Linked DNA regions of Mus musculus: region 2 is linked to region 1. A link is a contact called in public Hi-C data. All regions are on one chromosome and are shown on one strand. The core of a region is the stretch at or near the end of the contact, and the rest is flanking DNA. Distances in the headings are between cores, read along the strand shown. Region 1 has its middle 130 kb from the start of Gm25935. Region 2 has its middle 280 kb from the start of Gm25935.

Region 1 (7,360 bases), core at 1,366-3,865:
GATCCTGTAATTTCCCCACCATGAGAAAGAATAAATTGAATCAGGACTGAACCACTGATTGTCTGATTTTGGAGTTAATGGAAATCACCATCATATAATTTATTCAAGTTGTTTATAAATTATTAAATAAATTACCTTCTCATTGAATATATTTAATTCATCAGTTCATCAGTCCCTATATGACTTTTATCTGCTTTACACATCTTAATACTTTCCAGATTGTTTATAATGATAACTCACCAAATTATAACACACAAAAAATAAATTTTATTCTAAAGGTACATTTTAGAACAAATAAACTATATATAAAAACTTTAAATTGTATGTACTTCAGTGCACACCAAAAGTGTTCAAAGAAAAAAAAATAAATTAAAGGTAAAGTAAGTTACAATAGGCAGAACATCAAACTAATTTGAATGTCTGTTAGTAAAGAAAAGGTGAAAAATAAGAAATATTGGTGGAAATGTAGGAAAATTAACAGTCTGGTGCATTTTTGATGCAAGTATATGAGAAGCAGTATAAGGATTCCTCAAATAGACCCATACTGTCCAACAATTCTGAATACACATTTACAAGAGTTATACCAGTCCTAGGAATGCACCCAAGTGAAATGAAAGCTCACATTTGCTCTTAGAACATCAACGCCCATATCAGCAGTATTACACTAACCAAAAAGCAGAAGCAACACAAAAGTCCATTTATATACGAAGGGAGAAGCAAAACATGCTATGCACAACAATAGAACAATGTTCAGCCTTCAAAAAGAATAATGTTCTAAATACATGCTAAAATGTAAATAAATTTTGAAGGCATTATGCTAAGCAAAACAAGCCCATAAGTAAAAGGAAAAATGATATATGATTTTACTTGTACAACATACCTAATCAAGTTTTTATAGTCAGAAAGCAAATGGTGCTTCAGAGAAAGTAGGATAAAGAGTTATCATTTGATGAATATAGAATTCCATTTGGGGAAGACAAAGACTTCTGAAGACAGATTTTTGGTAACACTGGCTGGCACAGCAATATGACAGCACCTAATGCCACAATTCTATGCAGCAAAAAAATGGTTAAAGGGTAAGTTTTGTAATTCAGATTTTAAAAGAGAGATAGCATAGGAGCTAATGTGACAGTGTTTTGTATGAAAAAAAAAAAATAAAAGAAAAATAGATGGGGTACCAGAATCCTGGCACATACTCCCAATAAGGAGGAAACAAATGCAAAATAAAGAGTACATGGCTAACTAACATCAATGCTTGTCCTTATCCCTTTGCACCCAACCCCACAGGTTGAAAGCTGGGCACTAGAAACATCAGCATCTTCTCTCCTGAGAGTGAGTGAGTTCTTTTGTTTGCTTTTGTTTGGCTCCCCCTTGGTGAGGACAAGCTGGGGAATGACTCTGTGGTGAACATGGTTGCCAAGTGAGAGCAAACCCCTCAGGGCCTTGGTCCTCTATAATGATAAATCTGAGGTGCTCTGCAGTAGAATCGTGCTCCTCACAGGAATGGATTCCGATTGGCAGACTTCAACAATCTGCCCGATGACATACAACTTGCTTCCTTCTTTCCTTATCTTACTTTTTCCAAACTGATATTTAAATTGTGGTCTTAGTCTCTCCATACTAAAGCATAGCAAGAATTCCAAACTGACTAAATGTCCCCACAGACATCACAGATTGGGCAAATACCAGGACAGATGGGAGGAAACAGAACTCTCTTTAACACACATGGGTCCAAGTTGAGATAGACAAGGACCCTTCCTTGTTTGCCAGGATGGTTACATTAATAACATGTGCCATCCTGATACTTAGAAGACAACACTTGGGCCAATGACAGCCAGCTTATCCTAATGATTAATTTACAATTTTCTCAACGGATCTTTAGGAAACTGGCCTGTCTACATTTTTCTAGGTCCTTTGTAAATAGTTACATGATAGCATGACACCACACCAGCTTGCTTTAGAGAGCCCCTAATTCTGTAAGCTAAATGGAAATATTCAGCCTGAACTGAAAACTTACTGAGACCCATAAAGTACTAACATTATGTCTGTTTTGTTTTGTTCCACCTTGGTGAGGGCAAGCTGGGGAAATGAATGACTCTGTGATAAACATGATTGCTGAGTGACAGCAACGATTGGATATATTGTTTAAAGTACTAGCAATATGCCTGGTGTGCCCCTTCTGTCAGGGAGTAAAGCCATTCTGAGAAAATCTTCCCTTCAATGCAGCATTTTGAGAGAAACAGCAGAATAATAAAAAGGTCTCCCAGTCCTCCTGTCTCCTAATTAACAATCAATCCTCATTTTCTTTGCAGTCCGTTCTGAGTATCTATTGGAGAGGAGCTATACAAATAATTATCTCCTCTGGCCTGAAACTGGAGTCCCAATACAGAACCACTTACGATTTACCATTCAGTCCCTGAAGTCAGGAGTGGTCTAGGGAGAAGGTAAATGCCAATACACTGCTTCAAACTGGGAACTCATTCTTCCTGTTTCCCATCAACCCATTCCTTGCTCTCCCTAGGATGTTTTCATCAGACAGTTCCCCTGTGCCATGCACACAGAGAGGCACCATCTCCATTGGACAAGGGGTTTATCTATGACCCAAAACAGGGAATTCAGCCAGAAAAACTGACTCATGGAGCACAGCTTGAACCATTAGACCAAGCTTCCGCCCTGAGAAGATGAATCAGTCAACGGTGATTCATCTCACCAAGGAAAATGTGTTTTCCCTAGGAGAGAGAAGTTCATTTTAAACATAATAACACAAAGGTGAAAAAGGAAACTCAGAAAACAGGCTGGTAAAATTCAACAGCCATGTCAATCCCCAGTTACATACCCATGCAGTCACGTGGTTGGGAAAGGCAATAAGGCATGAGTATGGCTCAGCAAGATGTCAGGAAAAAAAAAAAAACCAAAAAACTATTGGATATTTTTAATGTTTTAGTTGACAAGGGGATTCTATTTATATTTATGAGTTAATGTGATATCTTTCTAATATGCACACATATGGAATGATTTCATCTAGCTAATTAACATATCCATCGCTTCACCTGCTTTAATAGCAGTTAAAATACTATCAAAAACTAATGTGTACTCTAACTTAAACTGAAAAAAAAAACAAGCTCTAGAACAGTTTTAACTTAAATTGGTGATTTAAAAAATTTTGTAATGTCTGGGTGTGAGGACAGAAACAGACAGGCACATGCCAAGTCACCAGTGTGAGGATTAAAGGACAACTATAGGTATTGATCCTCCCCTTATATCTTGAGATGGGCTCTCTTGCTGTTCACTGTTTAATGCCAAGTTATCTGGACTACAGATTTTCAAGGTTTTGACTCCCTCTATTTATTTGGCTATTAGGATGCTAGGGTTACAGATTTGTGTCATGTTCAGTTTTACATGGGTTCTGAGGATCCAAATTCAAGTCTTCACACTCGTGTGGCAAGTTCTTCCCCTCACCTCAGTAGAATCTTTTTTTTTTTTAAATTAACCATGGATGAAAATCACAAAGTTAACTTCTATTATAAACAAGTTTAACACAACAAACAACTGGCTAAATTGATAGGTTACTTCATAAGCAGAGGATCTGCCATTTGTTAGATATCACCTCTAATTTCTATAACAACCCTCAAAATAAGAATTATCTACTTTTTTAAAAACAGTATCAGATGCTTAAGGAAACTTGGGGGCTTGCCTGAAGTAAAACACAGTTTTGTTCTGAAAATCACACTTAAGCTATTCTGGGCTCTAAATTGTCCCTCACCACCATACCCAACTCCAATTTATAGATACCTGAAGCTCATCTGTATTTAAAGCAACACACTGGATACTGTGGGCATTTGAGAGAACATCAGTGTAGCATATGCTTTGAATTAACAAGCAAAGTGTACTCCTCTCTCTTTCTCTCTGTCTCTCTCTCTTCCTCTCCTCCTCCCTTCTACCCTCTCAAAGTGGTAGATACAACATGCACGCATATGCACACACCACAGCTAGCCTCAAACTCACTATGTAACCAAATATGACCTTGAAATTCTTGTCCTCCTACCTCTACCTTCCAAATACTGGAATTGCATGGATCATGACTTTCAGCCAAATTGCGATCTCAATTGCTTCTCTGTGTGTATAAACATACCTTTATTAAACATATTAAACATAGTGTTATTATTTTTTATGATCTTGCTTGTTGTGTTTCTTGTCTAAGCCCTAACTCCTATCTGCATTGTCACAATCTTCCATAGCTTCATTTGATGCATGTGTTCTTGATAAATAATCCTACCACGTATTGTCAAAAGTTCTCACCGGGAAAGCGAACCTACAAATAAGATCACTTGACAGAAGTGTATTGGATTTATTCTTGTTATTTATTCTTTCTTACATTGGTTAGGACCTGGACATGGGAGAAGAGGCAGCTTATAGAAGTTACCCTGACATTCACAAAACCCACAGCCACAAGCTATGTGTAAGAGGCTATATGAGATGCATTCACCAAGTGAACCAGGAGAAAACATGGGAGACATTGGTGGGAATGGCTTAGGGTAAAGGGAACAAGAATTACCTGGAAAATTTTTGGGGGAGTCTAAAGCTAATGTTATTTGCTTTTCCAGTGAGTTTTAAATGCTAAGTTTCAAACTCCAATGGACAAACAAGTGGGGAAATTAATTCACACACACACACACACACACACACACACACACACACACACAATGAAATAAAACCTAAATATTTCATCTTAGTTTGACATACCTATTTGTGCCTGTCACTTTTATAAATGTACATTTTCAGTTTTGGTTTATTAATAAACTGTTATCACTCTCTAATTTAAAGTGTCTAATATATAAATAACTTTCACAAACTAATTCAAACTAGCAATGTATGACACTAGTCTCAAACAGTGTGAAATTTTCTTTAAAAATTGCTGTGGCTGCCCAATAATTATACACTGTGACATGGTAACAGCCTAACCTCCATCTGAAATTAGAAAACACCAGGCTAGTTTCAAACAAATGATGTACTAGCCTGAAACCCATGCAAGCAAATGCATAAGTACATTTAAATTTACTTAGCTAATTGTCCTCTTGTTAGCCAGGCATTTACAGTCTTAAATTATTTGCTGTTTTCTTTTTTACTGTGGTAGTTATCCCAGGGTCATTCTCACTAACATTTATTCTGATTACAAAGCTGGGTATTTTGTCACAGATGAGTTTACCCTAATGAGCACAGCTCCTCAGCACTAAGTAATTAACATATTAACAAAAGCTATGTACCAGCAGTAAATAATTAGCATGCCTCTTGTTAGCTAAATTATAAAGGTATAAAATTAGTGTCAGTAGATATAATATGCTGTGGTATATTTGAAATTCTTACTATAGGGTCTACAGAGCTTGAGTAACTCAAGAGAATGACATTTACTTCAAATTTCAAAGACATCAGGCATTCTTCTAAATGTTGTCAGTTGGATGTCAGCCCTGTGTCAGAAGCCTGTGTCTTCTCTGTGTTGTTTGTGTTTTCCTGAAGGACGTCAGAGGAGGAAGGGTGGTGTCTCCCAACAACACTTTCCATTTCACCTGAGATGTAATTAAAGAATTTCTCTCTGAAGGTATGTCTAGAAAAACATTTGTTTACAAATAAGAATGAAAGCGCCAAACAAAATTGGATGATTATTTCAAAACTACAGTCAGAACTATAGGCCAACCCCTGTAGCTATGAGTAGAATGCTCTTCTTACTATGCTACACAGCTTCATAGAGAACTTATGTTTACAGATATCTTTCAGGTAAGGCTTACCATTGTTATAAAAATATGACAACAGCAACAAATAATCTCCTTGATTTATTTATGGATAAACCAGCTACTCAAAGTTCAAAACATTACAAATAAAAACCTAAATATTTCACCCATGAGAAGCTTGGTGTTCTTTCTTGATTTCTACTGAGAAAGAATAGAAAAAAATTTATGGTTTTTATTCATTTTTAAAATATTTTTGTTCATGGTATTTGTTAAATCAATTCTACCATTAACTCTGTTCAGAAATTGGAATCAGTCAGAAAACTGAAAGATTTTATGACATTTGTGGGTAAAGAATAGTCTACCATCTTTCAGCATAAGCCAAATATTTTTCAACTTATTTATTTATTTTACTTTTATATGTTTGTTATTTTACTTACATGTATGTCTGTGTATCACCTGTAGCCATGGAATCAGAAGAGGATGCCACAGCCTCTGGAGCATGGATAATTGTGAGCATCCATACAGGTGCTGAAAATCAAACTCAGGTTCTCTGGAGGAATAGGCAGTGCTCTTAACCACTGAGGCATCTCTCCAGCCCCTAACCCACGTATTTTAAGAATACAGATAATTGTGTCCTTGCCACATTTTTCTTTAATTTTCCACAGTTTTTAAGAAAGATCACTTTTTTTAAAATTAGGTATTTTCCTCGTTTACATTTTCAATGCTATCCCAAAAGTCCCCCATACCCACCCACCCCAATCCCCTACCCACCCACTCCCCCTTTTTGGCCCTGGCGTTCCCCTGTACTGGGGCATATAAAGTTTGCAAGTCCAATGGGCCTCTCTTTGCAGTGATGGCCTACTAGGCCATCTTTTGATACATATGCAGCTAGAGACAAGAGCTCCAGGGTACTGGTTAGTTCATATTGTTGTTCCACCTATAGGGTTGCAGATCCCTTTAGCTCCTTGGGTAATTTCTCTAGCTCCTCCAATGGGGGCCATGTGACCCATCCAATAGCTGACTGTGATCATCTACTTCTGTGTTTGCTAGGCCCCGGCATAGTCTCACAAGAGACAGCTATATCTGGGTCCTTTCAGCAAAATCTTGCTAGTGTATGCAATGGTGTCAGCGTTTGGAAGCTGATTATGGGATGGATCCCTGCATATGGCAATCACTAGATGGTCCATCCTTTCATCACAGCTCCAAATTTTGTCTCTGTAACTCCTTCCATGGGTGTTTTGTTCCCATTTCTAAGAAGGGGCAAAGTGTCCACATTTTGGTCTTCATTCTTCTTGAATTTCATGCGTTTAGCAAATTGTATCTTATATCTTGGGTATCCTAAGTTTCTGAGCTAATATCCACGTATCAGTGAGTACATATTGTGCGAGTTCCTTTGTGATTGGGTTACCTCACTCAGGATGATGCCCTCCAGGTCCATCCATTTGCCTAGGAATTTCATAAATTCATTTTTTAATAGCTGAGTAGTACTCCATTGTGTAAATGTACCACATTTTCTGTATCCATTCCTCTGTTGAGGGGCATTTGGGTTCTTTCCAGCTTCTGGCTATTATAAATAAGGCTGCTATGAACATAGTGGAGCATGTGTCCTTACTGGTAGGGACATCTTCTGGATA
Region 2 (7,360 bases), core at 3,480-5,979, 140 kb before region 1:
AGCAACCTCACTGGCCTGGTAGTAGTGAATTTAAAATAACCCAAAGCCTTAGAAGTAGGCTCTTGTTGCCAAAGGGATGTTTGGCAGATAGTTTCTTACTTCAGGCTGGTTTGACTTGGAGTCAGGGGTAGAATCTGACAACTGATGCTCAAGATATTGAGAAACTTGTTCCCAATAGTTAAAGTTATCTGAAGAAAAGTAATCTAAGCACATGTACATCAAATAACTGGTATGAAACTATCATTCCTAAAGCAGTGCCTAACAGGTTTGGGGCATTAGATGATTAACTGAGTTCATCTCCTGCCAAATGTCCCTCGGAAGATTAGGATCCCTCTGTCCGCTTCTACTATGTTTAAATAGTACCTAAACTCTCTTACTATGAAGACCAAATAGGCAGCACCCAGCAAAGATGTTGGGGAAAGAAGGAGAAGTAGATAAGTCTAATGATTGAAGAAATTCTATCATCTAAGTATATTTTATTTTAAGTATATTTGAATAATTTAAGTCCAATTGTAATGATGCCTGTAATTCATTGCAGAATGTTAAAAACTGTGGCTAAGCTAGAACTTTAAACACAATAAATATTTACATCAGAGGTATCTCATGTGTCCTATAAATATGACACTTGCCTAGAATGAGAATGTGCATCCATATCAGCATAAGTACTCACTTAAAATAAGAAAGAAATCTCTAGGCCTGTACATTTTTCTCTGAGGATTGGCACAACAATACAAAGTTAATCCAAGAAGTCTTTTCTGAGTTACAATGACTACATTAAACAGACAGAATTTCTCTTAATCTATCCACAAAAACCTCTGATAACCCAAATAATAATTTGACTCAGTAGAGCTAACATGGCTCTCAAGACAAACTCTCCATTGTCATTTGCATGTGTCTGGAGAGAGTCAAAGAAGTGTCTAATCTTAGGTGGGCAGGGAGAAATCTCTGAGAGATGCCCAGAGAGACATGGGAAACAAAACAGAGAAAAATTGAGGAATGATTGTTAGAAACATTTCTGAAGCCAAAAATAAATAAATAAATAAATAAATAAATAAATAAATAAATAAATAAAGGTCAGTTTCATAAAAAACAATGACTAAAGTTGTCATTTCTCCCCTCTGAGTTCCAGCACAAGGCTAATTTTGAATGGAAATTTTTGAGATACATGCTAAAATATCCTACAGATGTTAAAAAACAAATTATGAAATTTCAGAATCCTTTGTAGTTTCTTCAGTCACATTTTCTGCCTGTAAATTCAAAGTTAATTTTCCTGATACAAAACAAAAACAAAAACAAAAACAAAACAAAACAAAACCTGGTACATCAGTTTCTGGGAAGATTTTTGTCTGTAGTATTCACTTTGAAGTAAATGTTATTGCATATAATAATGTATTACAATGTACTCTCTGTAGCATTCCAATTTTACAGCTGTAGTTTGAAGAAACAGAAGCTTCAATTTCCCCACATTTGCCAGAAGAAATTATTTCAATTAAGTAAAACTCAATTAACTAGAATTTAGGAAGAATCAGGGTTGGAGGATATAAGCTTAGGTTACATATTTATATTCCATCTTGAAACCTTATCAAATAATTTTATTGGTGCTAAAGACTGAATCCAGGCCCTATAATATGCTATATAGACACCATGAGCTATGCCCTCAGACCCAAAGACTATTTTTAAAGGAATGAATAAATATAATAAAAGTGGGGGAGAAAACAGCCACCAAAATGTGATGTTTATTACCAGATATATTTATACTAGAAGAAAATCTTGGACCCTGAGGATATTTTCCACTAAAAGAAGAAAACATATTTTTGGCACAACATAAGTACCTATAGCAACAGTGATTGAGAAATCAGAAGGAAGAAGCATTTAAGAATTAACCTCCTGGGATCAGGTAAATGAATCGCAAACAGGGTGGGTTATTTCTCTTAAAAGCCTTTCAGTATTATTTACTTTGTTTATGTTTGTTATATTATGAAAGTAAAAGTTAGTATAATAAGTTAAAATTAAAATAGGAAATTATTGAAAGGATAATCAAACTTTTCATGAAATGTGAAAGAATATGTGGGTAGGTTAATGTAATAGGCTTTTGTGATGTTAGATAGTTGTCTTCTAATTCTCCCCAAGTCTCCTATGAACTTTACAGACCCCTTGTGGTAGGTCAATATTATTCCTGAGTGATTTGTGAATGGAAGTGAGACATGGTATTTCTGGGATTGAGCACTTAATTGTTGACTAGTGACTCTTCAGAGCATGTGTACTTCCTAGCCATCACTGTAAGCAACATTTAAGAAGGTTGTCCTCTATATACTCGGTACTACGATGAGCAAAGCCCTCCTCTGACCCATAGTAGACATGAGTATTCACCAAGAAATACTCTAGTATTATTTAAACACTGGGGTTTGTAGTGGGACACTCTTTGACACTACCAAATAATGTAAACCATCTTAGATTCAGAAACATACCTGAACCTAAAGGAGAGTATAAATCCAAGACCATCAGTTTCCATCTCTGCTTTTCTATAAATGTGGTTGTGTTTCCCTGTCCTTTTATTTTAGCAGCAATGCAGTTTCTGGCAGCTCCACGACTCCTACCTCCCACAGATTCCATCTACCAAAGACATTTTCATCCAGGTTTTTAGGTCAGACTCATTCATGGATAAATGTGAGTCACTAAGAGGAGTCATGAGTCAGAATCAGGAAATGACAAATCAGAGGCTCTATAACTCATGTGACCCATCAACTAGCTGGAGTGCTTTTACTCTTCCTGGAGAGAAATCTTGAGAAGTCCAGAAGCTTTTCAAAGGTGGAAATCTGGCAGCTTTTTCTATCATTCTGCATTGGACAAAAGTGAGGAGCAGCAAAAATCAGGTGGAAACAGCCATACTAGGTGCTGCTCTAGAGAGATCTGCTCTCCTGTAGGATTTAACCATCAAGACCTCTGGCTCTATACGTTCCAGGCTTAGGAAGCCAACATTCCCTGGGCTGCAGCTGCTATTGAAGCTTCCAGGCAGGCTTAGATATTATAATCCCTCAGCCCTTGACAAGAGCCAATGTTAATTGTTTGGCAATTAACATTAATTGCCTGGGTTTCTTGGCCATAAACTCTTGCCAGTTCTCTGTAACTCTTACAGTGACCAAAGCCTGGAGCTTTCTTCTTCCAACCATTTATTCTTCTTTTCCAGCATTTATCCTTGTTCAGGCTGAGTTCTCTACCCTCTGTTGCTATATTTGTAGTTACATTACCTGTCTTCCTGCTCTGGCTATTCTCAGTGCTCAGCTACATTGTTTCTTCAGCTGTCTCATGGCCAGTTGCCTTTCAGCATTCACACTTTGGCCTACCTACTGCCCAGGCTACTGCTCAGCTACTGCTTCTTGTCTTACTGCCTGTCATCATGGTTAATCTACCATCTTTATTCATGTTACCAGCTCAGCTGGCACTAATGAAAGTAGGAAAGAAAAACCAAAACAACAACAACAACAACAACAACAAAAACCACTTGATAAAAGCCTTTATTGGCCTGTCTTAGTCAAGGTTTCTATTCCTGCACAAACATCATGACCAAGAAGCAAGTTGGGGAGGAAAGGGTTTATTCAGCTTACATTTCCACATTGCTGTTCATCACTAAAGGAAATCGGGACTGGAACTAAAGCAGGTCAAAAAGAAGGAGCTGATGCAGAGGCCATGGAGGGATATTCTTTACTGGTTTGTTTCCCCTGGCTTGCTCAGCCTGCTCTTTTATAGAACCAAAACTACCAGCCCAGAGATGGTACCACCCACAAGGGGACCTCTCCACTTGGTCACTAATTGAGAAAATGCCTTATAGCTGGATCTCATGGAGGCATTTTCCCAACTGAAGCTCCTTTCTCTGTGATAACTCCACTCTGTGTCGAGTTGACACAAAACTAGCCAGTACATGGCCCAAATATTAAAACATTCAAAAGGTAAAGAACTTGTAATTCTCTATAATGATAGAGAATTATAGAGAGAATTGTAACTCCACCAATTCATTAAGAGATTCTGAACAGCCTACTTACATAGCCAGAGAAGGGCTGTTAGTATCAATTGCAGTATACATCACATTCAAGTGATAATCTGCATTTTCACCAAGTATCACACTCCTTCTGAAGGGCTGCTTTGACCTAGGTAGAGATGGTTATGGAGTCATCTAGATTCATCAGGCTCATGGCAGCAAAAATTCTGATACAGACTGTTTCAAACAGCCCTGGGTGAGGTTACATCTTCAGGAAATAAGCCAAACCAGCTAGCCATTATTAAGTAGTCTCGAAAGATGGCCCGGTTCATGGTACTGAACTACTAGATTGGCAGTCCTTTGTTTGAAGCAGCCAAGGCAGGAAAAGAGTGTCCAACTGTTTCTATTTAGGAATCAGAATCTTATTCCTCAGTAGTTACAGGAAGAAGAACAGCAGGAGTGGTTACAAAAAGAACTTAAAGAGCTTACGGTTAACAGTGGTAGTGATATTAATAGATTTTACCAGTGCATTAACAATGCTTAACACCTGCCCACTGTCCTAGGAAGCAATAGGTTTCCCTCATCTGAGCGGGTTTCCTTGATGATTACAAGCGCCTTTACACAGAGCAGTATTTAGCACCTTAGACTTGCTTGATTTTAAACAAAACTAACTGCTGATCTTAATTCATCTGAATGCAGCCAAACCTTGCTTAGTCATTTTGTTTGAAATCTTTCTTGATAAGGTTAATGTACATCCAAGTTGAGACTCACTGTAGTTAAGTGCTTAAGTATTCAAAGAATGGGTGTTCTAGAAAGAGTTACACGGCTTTATTAAGTGTTTCATTCATATACAACTTCTAGCTCTAAGGAAAGCATGTAAATTTGGTGACAGTGACTATGTAAGAACATATGTTACTTTCTTATAACTTGACAGAAGCTTAAACTGAACAGGATTCAGCAGAACTGACCATTCATTTTCTTTCTCAAAAGTGAGGGAAAAAAAGGTTTGTCTTAAAAGCTATGGAGAAAGGGAAAGGGTATTAAAGGCATCTTTTTTTTTTTTTTTTTTTTTTTTTTTTTGGTAATGTGTTCCTACTCAGAACTTTTAAATTTGCATCAAACTAACTGATCCTATTACTATGAAAGATATCTACTCATTTGAAAGAGTAGGCCATATTTGTCCCTACTTACAGACAGACTTCTGAAATGTGTGCAGGGTTGAAGGGGAAAAAATCAATCAATCAATTGTTTTAAATATTGAATAGTGATACACTGGCTTTGTGTTTCTTTTAAATATGTGTTGGGATCTATACAGTTTCTTAGATAGTAACTAAAGCATGCAGGATATAACTATTTACAGCATCCCTGAGTGATACCCAGTGGGTATTTGTCAAAGGGTTATTTATAACATAATTGGCAAATAAAATGAATTCAGAAGGTTATGAACTCTTCATTGGCTTCCTAGTCCTCCCCCTTTATTTCCTTTTTGCCATTTATGTTCTTGAAGCATGACTCATTCCACAGTGTCAACAGTCTTTCAAGGAATTTGAAATAGCAAATAAAATCTAGTACCCTCCTTCCTCACTCCTTCCAAATTCCACATCTCAGCAGTAAGATGACCTAACAAAAGGGTGACCTCAGAATGAATGTTTGATTTATTCTGGATGCTAATTTATGGCTGAAGTATTCTGATTTTATAGAATTATCAAAACTTTTTAAATTTTTTCTCTTAAACAACTCAACCTAGTGATTTTTTTACTTACGGTTTGACACCTGTAGCAAGTTCTAAGAATCACATCACTTGTTTGGAACTCAGGTTTCAGGGTTAAACAATCAGGGTTAGAAGTTAATTATTTATCGGTTATTCCCTCTATTTTCACCAATTCTATATATTTAAGAAATACAATAGTTAGGAAAAAACTAAAGTTGGAAGGAAACAAATTATTAGTCAATAAATTTTTAAATTAAGCAAGCAGCTGGTATATTCTGTTTACCTTTGCAATAGCATATGCAACAAAGATAGCCAATGATCATGTTTCATTGGCTTTTTTTTTTTTACTGTTCCTGAAAACAGTCATTGTCAATGTGTGAGGCCCCAAATGGGTGTGAATGACCTTCTCATAGTTACTTTTGTAATAATACTCATTCCTTCCTTTGTTCACAGTTTTCTGGCATCTGTGTGACACATGTGCTTATAACACATTAAATACAGGTGGGAAGATAATAACCCAACTGTACCTGCTCAGGAATTGATGTAAAAGCACTCAGATGCAGTTCTTGTTTCTTTGTTTGAGAAATAGTTATATTTCACTAAAAACACATTGTTTCTGTAATAAATAAATACTAAATAATGTGTAATAGGTTTATTCTAACTTACTGATTTCTAATTTATAATAGGAAATCTCAAGAGACATGTCACACAAACAAATGTGCAATAGGATTCACAAAAATATTTTAAGAGTATAAAGGAATTTTGAAAGTAAAAATTAAAGCCTTCTGAGCTGGGAGTGGTGGCTCATAACTTTAATCCCAGCACTCAGAAGGCAGAGACAGGCAGATTTCTGAGTTCGAGGCCAGCCTGGTCTACAAAGTGAGTTCCAGGACAGCCAGGGCTATACAGAGAAACCCTGTCTCAAAAAACAAACAAAAACAATAATAATAATAATAATAATAATAATAAAAGTAAAAATAAAAAATAAAAAAATTAAAGCCTTCCAAAGAACACTGTCAATAAAACAAAAAGGCAACCAACTGATTGGGAAAAGAATCCTAAATCTGATAAAGGGCTAATATCCAATATATAAAAAAGAACACAAGAAGTTAGACTCCAGAGAAAAAAATAACCCTATTAAAAATTGGGGTGCAGAGCTAAACAAAGAACTCACAACTGAGGAATATCAAATGGCTGACAAACAGTTAAAAAAGTGTTCAACATCCATAATCATCAGGGAAATGCAAATCAAAACAATGCTAAGAAGCCACCTTACACCAGTACGAATAGCTATGATCAAAACCTCAGGTTACAGCAGATGCTGGAGAGGATGTGGAAAAAATGGAACACTCCTCCATTGCTGGTGGGATTACAAGCTTGTACAACCACTCTAGAAATCAGTTTGGTTGCATGGTACTGGTATAGTGACAGACAAGTAGACCAATGGAATAGAATTGAAGACCCAGAAATGAACCCACACACCTATGGTCACTTGATCTTTGACAAGGGAGCTAAAACCATCCAGTGGAAGAAAGACAGCATTTTCAACAAATGGTGCTGGCACAACTGGTTGTTATCATGTAGAAGAATGCGAATCGATCCATTCCTATCTCCTTGTAGTAAGGTCAAATCTAAGTGGATCAAGGAACTTCACATAAAACCAGAGACACTGA

The links. A called contact is a pair of places that touch in the nucleus more often than the background predicts.
Region 2: a Hi-C map of pancreatic cancer cells shows a contact between it and region 1. The contact joins two enhancer-like sites. A contact is called at or near these places in 3 of 484 Hi-C or Micro-C datasets (embryonic fibroblasts, pancreatic cancer cells and uterus) and 1 of 9 other capture datasets (embryonic stem cells).

Annotation. Positions count from the first base shown.
Region 1 is chr17:93,375,481-93,382,840 of GRCm38.p6, reverse strand. No RefSeq gene overlaps it. Among named protein-coding and RNA genes, the nearest start is that of Gm25935, 130 kb to the right of the region's middle. Within about 2 kb of position 2,615, at least 31 of the 459 cell types and tissues checked have an H3K27ac peak or open chromatin away from gene starts, as enhancers often do. A contact at or near this core is called in pancreatic cancer cells, where this site is marked.
Region 2 is chr17:93,521,755-93,529,114 of GRCm38.p6, reverse strand. No RefSeq gene overlaps it. Among named protein-coding and RNA genes, the nearest start is that of Gm25935, 280 kb to the right of the region's middle. Within about 2 kb of position 4,729, at least 7 of the 459 cell types and tissues checked have an H3K27ac peak or open chromatin away from gene starts, as enhancers often do. A contact at or near this core is called in pancreatic cancer cells, where this site is marked.